Linked DNA regions of Oryctolagus cuniculus: region 1 is linked to region 2. The links are chromatin contacts, called in public Hi-C maps. All regions are on one chromosome and are shown on one strand. Each heading gives the region's core, a stretch centred on a gene start, on an enhancer-like site or on the middle of the called end of the contact. The rest is flanking DNA. Distances are from core to core; before and after follow the strand shown. Region 1 overlaps LOC138845369 (a long non-coding RNA gene). Region 2 has its middle 78 kb from the start of JMJD1C.

Region 1 (3,995 bases), core at 702-3,201, 90 kb before region 2:
AAATGCAGGCAGTTGCTGCAAATACTAAATTAGAAAAACAGCTGTGCTTTCTACATTGTCCTGCCCTAGAAAAAAGACACCCAGGACAATCCCAGCAGCTGGCACACTCTACATGGCGTGCTCATTACCACAAGTAAATAAAGTCAGTAAATTACTGGCAGAGCACAGGGGGCCATGATGAGTCTAGGAAATAACCCTTTCATCAAACCCTCTGCACATTGTTTATTGCCTGGGCAAAAAGCAAATAATGATGATCAATGGGGAATTAATATTTTAGTCAAAGAGGAATGGAGATGAATGCATACTATAAATTATTAACCAGCACTTGTACTCTATCCCCTTGGCTCAGCGTGAAATCGGCTTCTAAAGAAACAGGATACATATCTTCTACTTCCAGCATGTTTGCTCCAACCAATGAATAATATCCATAAAGATGCACATCTCCAAGACATTCAAGAGGGAAATTTATACCTGAATTCCTCTACCTTTCTGTAACAAAATATAAGCAAAACATAAATATTTATATATTCATACTTATATGAAATATGTTTTATATTAAATGTCTATAAATGTGACAGTGCTGTAGCAGAGAAACAATCATTAGGCTGGGAGCCAAGCCCCACATCGGTGCTAGCTTGCCCTTGGCTATGACCAGCGGTGACCCCTAACGTCTCGGGCCTCAGTCTTCTCAACTCTAAAGTAAGGGTTGGAGCAGAGATGACCTTGAAGGGGTCTTTCAGTTTCAAAATTCTGCATACGGGCCTCACGATGAGCAAGTAGAGGAAAGGCCAAGAGGAAGTTGTGGCCAGGGCTCCAGCACTAAAATGGAAACCAAATATAAATATTACTCAGTTGTAATATTTAAGCCAGCAAAATACAAACTGGTACAGGAAAAAAGATACATTTTATGTAATCATATGCACAAATGATCATATACATATATAAATTATGTAGTCTCTCAATGAAAACAAAAATGTGAATTAATAACTCTACACTTACACAAGGTAGTGCTACACTTGCACTTCCTGTGCAAGCTACACGGAAAATAATTACATTGTTAACAATTTAATAGTATTTTGAGATTTGAGAAATAGTAAGACTTAGAATATTGAGCAGTGAGAGATTTGCAATTTTGTGGATGTACAATTCTCATAAAGGAAGGGAAGGCAGTATTCACTGCATGCTTTAGGAGACCCTGAAATGGGTGACCTGATTCCTGCTTGCTGAGAGCCCACAGCAGGAGCGAGGGGCAGGGGAACGTAACCCCCACGACCACACAAATCAGGCTGCCGTTCGGCTGCTCAGAGGCAGGTGTTCATAAGGTAAGGAGCACACAGAGCTGGGGGTGAGAAATCACTGTGGCCACTCAGGATTGGTCTTGGAAACTAAGGAAAAGCCTCTATCTCACCTCTGTGGCACAGAAGAGGGTGTGCACTTTTGGAAGGAACCTAATAGATGTCAGAGCTTTGAGAAGTTTGGTATCTTCTAGTGCTACCCTCCCACTTTATGGATAGAAAAGGTAAGGCCAGAAAGGATAGGTACCTTGCCCTGTGCTAAGTATTTGGCAGAGTTAGACTAGAAGTAAAGTCTTCTAACTCCTAGCCCAGCCTGCTTTGGCCTGCTGCTTCCCTTCTCTGTGTGTGGGTCCAAAACAAATCCTTTCCTCACTGATTTATGGCAATGGTCCTCCTGGGATACACAGAATACACTGTTACCTCTCCCTCCCAAGCCATTCAGTTTTTTCCAAGCTGACTAATACTTTGCTTGGTCAGAAGAGTCTTTGAGCCATCATTCTAAATATCATCTCCCAGCTGAGTGAAGTGAGAACCAAACTATTCATCCACTGAGTTTCTTACGTCATTTCCTGGAGTGGAAGAGCCAGCACAGCCTGTGTGAGGTAGCTTAGTGACTCACTGGCCAAGTATCACACAGGGACTAGGATCTCACTGAGAGAGCCAGGGGTTTATTTTGTTGCTTGTTGTTTGTTTTTGTGAGACAGACAGAAAGAGAGCTCCCATATACTGGCGGATGCCCCAAATGCCTGTAACAGCCTCTGGCTGTGGGCCAAAGTTGGCAGCCAGGGAACTCAATCCAGGGATCCCATGGGTGGCAGCAGTACAACTACTTGAGCTGTCACTGCTGTCTCCCAAGGTCTGCACTCCTAGGAAGCTGGAATCAGGAGCAAGCGGTGGGTATTGCACACCTAGGCCCTCCTGTAGGGGACACAGGTATTCTAACTGACACCTTAATTGGTCTGAATGCCCACCCCTAGCATTCAGGATTTTAATGTTAGGTGGATATGAATTTTGCTGTGTCTCAATTTTCTTTTCTGTTATATAGGGACAAGTATTCATTTACATTTCCAAGACTTCAGAAATAGAAAATAATTGTCAATATTTTTAAATCTTATTTTATAGATACAAAATAATCTTCGAATAGGAAGTAGATCCTAGAAATGATCGTTTGTGTCTTCGTTTCACAGCAGAAATAAAGGGTCAGAAAGATTTTGATTTCCTCAATGTCACCCAGCCAGAGGGCGTGAGAGCTGAAGAAGCTGGGCATTTTGAAGTGCAGCTCCACGCCTCTGGCTCGAGGCCATGTGGCTCGCCCTATTCACAGTGCTTTATACACCGGGCGATCTAGAACACGTGCACTTCTGTATTCACAGTGAATCTTGTTAAGACACAAGATGGCAGTCACCTACACTGTCCAGACAGAGTCACTCCTCCCTCCCAAATTGATTTTGTTTCCAGTAAAATATGTAGTAAGCCTTACCATATAATTTGAGATGCAGGGAAGGGTTGGGAGTTATCTCCTCCAACCTAACAATTTTGAGATGACCAAGCTGGGTCATGATGAAAGAGGAAGCAGGCCAGAGGCGGAGCTGCCTGGACTCAAAGTGTTGCACAAGCTGGAGGTTCACAGATGCACAGAGGCAGTGCTAACCCTTCTGCTCCTGGTCCCCTACCACAGGCACTACAGCCGCCCTCCTCTTGGCCCTTGCCACACCTATCACTAGAATTTCAGGTTACTTTTGGTGATGCAACTCAGCCTTCCAATTACCTGACCATACTTGGACTCCTCCACTCAGCTATGTCATCCTGAGGTATAAATTCAACTCTATTAAGCCCCTGCTTTGCTCTGTAGGAAAATACTTTAAAGTAACATCACTAGGGGTCAGTGTTTAGTCTACTGGTGAGATTAAGACACCCGTGGGTGTCAGAGGACCTGGGTTTGACTTCTGACTCCAGCTTCCTGCTAATGCAGACCCTGGGAGACAGCCATGATGGCTCAAGTATTGGGGCTCCTGCCAGCTACAAGGAAACCTGGATTAAATTATTGGTGCCTAGCTTTGGGCCACTCCCCTGACCTGGGACCATTGCCAGGCATTTAAGAAGTGAACTAGCTAATGGGAACTCTGTCCCTGTCTCTCTTGCTTGTCAAAACAAAAAAAAAAATTATTTTCTTAATGAAATCAGATAACTGAAAAATGGATTCTGAAAGCCCCGTCATGCAGAGCTTTGTACTGGAGTGAAGAGAAGAAAGGAAGGAGGGAGGGAGGGAGGGAGGGAGATGGCAGGAGAGTGGCCCCCGTGGAGTTTCCGGGAAGTCTGGGTTAGTACAGGTAGGAAGGCAGGGGAGGAGTTGAGGAAGAACAGCACGCTTTCCCTGTGTTCAGCTAGCTTAGAGAGCAGCACTGTCACTTAGGCCACCTCTGTACAAAGCCACAGCAACACTTGACAATAAAGGAGGATTCTTCTCAAAGACAGGAGTCACTTCACAGACTTGAAATCAGACCACACTGAAGCTCTGTCTGCAAAAATAATGGTTTTTCCTGACATTTTAAGCAGCACAATTTAACAACTCAATGTTTCATTTGACATTTAAGAAGTCATCCATCTCCAAGAAGCTTATTGGCAAATCTCCTCGGTTCCAGGAATTAGCAAATAGAGTGAGCATGTGAACACTTCTGCAAGAGCCCAGACGACTCCTTA
Region 2 (3,609 bases), core at 697-3,196:
GACAGAGAGAAAGGTCTTCCTTTTGCCGTTGGTTCACCCTCCAATGGCCGCCGCGGCCGGTGCACCGCGCTGATCCGATGGCAGGAGTCAGGTGCTTCTCCTGGTCTCCCATGGGATGCAGGGCCCAAGCACTTGGGCCATCCTCCACTGCACTCCCTGGCCACAGCAGAGAGCTGGCCTGGAAGAGGGGCAACCGGGACAGAATCTGGGGCCCCTACCGGGACTAGAACCCGTTGTGCCGGCACCGCAAGGCGGAGGATTAGCTTAGTGAGCTGCGGCGCCGGCCGAGAGTCAAATCTCTTAACATCAGATGACTTAAACATTTTAATCTTGTGATAAATAATCTGAGATTTTTGTATAATATGAAGGTACTTTAGCAAGTTCATGGAAAAAGATGTTTTAGTGCCAAAATTTTTTGACGTCAATCCATAGGTTTTTTTTTTTTTTTTCTAAGATTTATTTAATAAAAAAAAAAAAAGAGTTACAGAGAGGTAGAGTCAGAGAGAGATATCTTCCATCCGCTGGCTCACTCCCCAGTTGGCTGCAATGGCTGGAGCTGCGCTGATCCAAAGGCAGAAGCCAGGAGCTTCCGGCTTTCCCACATGGGTGCAGGGGCCCCAGGACTTGGGCCGTCTTCAACTGCTTTTCCAGGCCATAGCAGAGAGCTGGATCAGAAGAGGAGAAGCTGGGACTTGAACTGGCGCCCATATGGGATGCCAGCGCTTCAGGCCAGGGCTTTAACCTGCTGTGCCACAGTGCCAGCATCCCATCCATAGTTTTTACAATGGGCCCCTCATGCTTATACACTAAGAATAATTTCTGGGGCTGGCACTGTGGTGGTAGCAGGCACCAGTTCATGTCCTCCTGGCTGCTCCACTTCTGATCTACTTCTGATGTGCCTGGGAAAGCAGCAGAAGGTGACCCATGTGTTTGGGCCCCTACCACCTCCACAGCAGACCCAGATGAAGCTCCTGGCTCCTGGCTGCAGCCTGGCTCACTTCTGGCCATTGCAGTAAGTGGGGGAGTAAACCAGTGGATGGAAGACCTGTATCTCTCTGTGAAATCCTGACTTTCAAGTAAATAATCTCAAAAAGAAAATAATTTCTTTGTTAGCTTTTTAAGTATGCTATGATCTCCATGATAACCAAGTATAACAGAATTAACAAGAGTCTAAGGTAACGCTTGTTGCTGGGTCACAGTTGTTTGCTGTTGAGTCTATTTCTCTGTTAATAAAACAGGGACGATACCTGCTCCCGAAGTGTGAAAATAAACTTTTGTGCCAGTTATCACAACCCAATAAAAGGGGCCTCGCAAACCTTAGATGGTATAAACCTCTGTCATCCAAAGAAACCATGTACTGTAAACATTTCTTTGTAAGATAATAAAATCTAACATTAGCAGTTTCTACATACCAAATTAGTCAAAAGACTTATATTTTTGTAATGGAATTTCTTTTGGAATTCAATTTTAAGGAGAGTGTGATAGTTACTTCTACGTGTCTACTTGGCTAGGCTATGGTACCCAGACATTCTTGGTCAAACACTACTTTAGTTGTTGCTGTGAAGGTATTTTTAAAGATATCGTGATTAACATTGAAATAAGTAAACTTTGAGTGCAACAGATTACCCTGCATTATGTGAGCAGACAGCATCCAATCAAGTGCAGAGGGAATTACTGTCTGCAGAATGCCTGTGGACCCAACGCCAACTCTTCCAGAGTACGCAGCCTCCCTCTACATTTTTAATCTGGATTTGTCAGCCTCCACAATCACATAAACCAATTCCTCAAAACAAATCTTTTTTATTTGAGAGACACACACACACACACGAGTGCTCCCATCTAGTGGTTCAGTGTCCACATGCCCACAACAGCTGGGCTAGGCCAAACTGAAGCTGGGAGCCAGTAACTCGATCAGGGTGCCTTGGCAGTGGCAAGGCAACTAACTACTTGAACCATCCTGGCAGCCTCCCAGGGTGTGCATCAGTGGAAAGCTGGAATCAGAAGCACAAATGTGACTCCAGCTCAGGCACTGGATATGGGATGCAGACATTCTTACTGGTGACCTAACCAGTGAAGTGGCCAAATGCCTGGCCCCCTTCCCCTAATCCAGACACCTAATGTGACTGCTGGCACTACCACAATCTTTTGTAGCCCTCTCATTTAGAATAATTTAAATGGGTTTAGCACTGTTGAGGGAAAAATCCCATGTATATCCCAAAGTTTCCCAATACTTTGAGATAACATCAAATCAAAACCCAGCTCTGCCAGATACTCTAACCTGGCTTCATCAACTCCTCTCCTCACTCATCCTTGCTAAGCCTCAGTAGCAAGCCGTGATTCAAAGAGGAAAACTTCTTTTCCAAAGCTTATATGCACAAATATCTGCTCCTCCCTTCTCTCCCTACAAGCTTCTCTCATTTTGTAAGTATGCCCTAAAGGTACCAGTTGCAGACATAAGAAACTGACAGTCCCAAGGGACTCAAGGTTAAAAGTCGCCATGGGAGTGGTTGTTGGGTGTAGTGTCAGTTGCAGCTGTCTCTCTTTCAAATGACATGAAAATATGTAAATAGAAAAAAATTTAACTTAAAAGTCACCTTGAAAAATCTGCAAAGCTACTAAGAATGTAATAAGGCTTCAAGAAATTCTGCTTTCAGTAAAACTGATTGCTCTGATTACTCCAGGTGGTGATGGTTTGAACTGAAGACATTATAGGGAATGTGCGTGAAATGGTCAAATTCAGGATATATTTTGCGGAGAGCCAAAAGGATTTACTAATGTTTTGGATATTAAGAGGCAAAGAAGGGAATCAAGGATTAAAAAGAAAATCTGCTCTCAGACAATCAAATGAATTATTCAATAACACAGAAAAAAAAATCCCAGGATAAATAATATTCAAATAATCCAAACACTGATTTGGGAATAGTGAATTCATTGTTCTAAAAGAAAGAATTATTTTCCTCTCATTAATTGTTATGCTGTCCTGCTCAGATATAGGCACTGTGCAGAAACATAACAGTACTAGTGTACCACGCAGGCAAACAATGGAGAGTTCTGAATGACAAACAGACGAAGCTACTTTGATGTCCACACTGAAATACCATCCTTTCCCCCTTTTCTTAATTTGGATCGTCATAAATGAGTGTAAACATGGTGACTTTCCTGCTTTTGTTGAACACAGTCCTTTTGCAATCTACACTTAAGACAATTATCAGTCCTCTGCTTTAAATGTTCAATTCAAAGCATCATCTTATAAAAAGCAATTTAAAAACATTTCTATCCCTAGACCATAAGGAAGGAGAGTGTTTCAAGGCCAGAATATTGATGGGCAGAATGTTTTCCAGGGAACAATGAATCAGCCTCTGACATGATTTTTGTTCCATGAATCTTTTTTTTTTTTTCAAGAACAGCAAACCACTTAAACAGAGAATGAAATGGTGAAAGAAAAAATGCTGCTGTTCATGGAGTCATTGCATTCTTTATTTAAATTTCTGACCTCTTTGGATCATCACAAGGGTATACCTGATGGTAAAAATATAGCTGCATTTAAAATGCTATTTGGAAACACATTCACACACATTATATTTCATAATGAAGTAACACAAAGAAACT

The links. A called contact is a pair of places that touch in the nucleus more often than the background predicts.
Region 1: a contact with region 2 is called in a Hi-C map of embryonic fibroblasts, with 1.6 times the contacts expected there. The contact joins two enhancer-like sites. A contact is called at or near these places in 2 of 6 Hi-C or Micro-C datasets (ear pinna and embryonic fibroblasts).

What each region holds. Positions count from the first base shown.
Region 1 is chr15:56,011,862-56,015,856 of mOryCun1.1, reverse strand. It overlaps LOC138845369 (a long non-coding RNA gene), which reads right to left. Exons shown (of 6, transcript XR_011382416.1): 4 at 1-819. Among named protein-coding and RNA genes, the nearest start is that of JMJD1C, 170 kb to the right of the region's middle. Within about 2 kb of position 1,951, at least 3 of the 8 cell types and tissues checked have an H3K27ac peak or open chromatin away from gene starts, as enhancers often do.
Region 2 is chr15:55,921,953-55,925,561 of mOryCun1.1, reverse strand. No RefSeq gene overlaps it. Among named protein-coding and RNA genes, the nearest start is that of JMJD1C, 78 kb to the right of the region's middle. Within about 2 kb of position 1,946, at least 1 of the 8 cell types and tissues checked has an H3K27ac peak or open chromatin away from gene starts, as enhancers often do.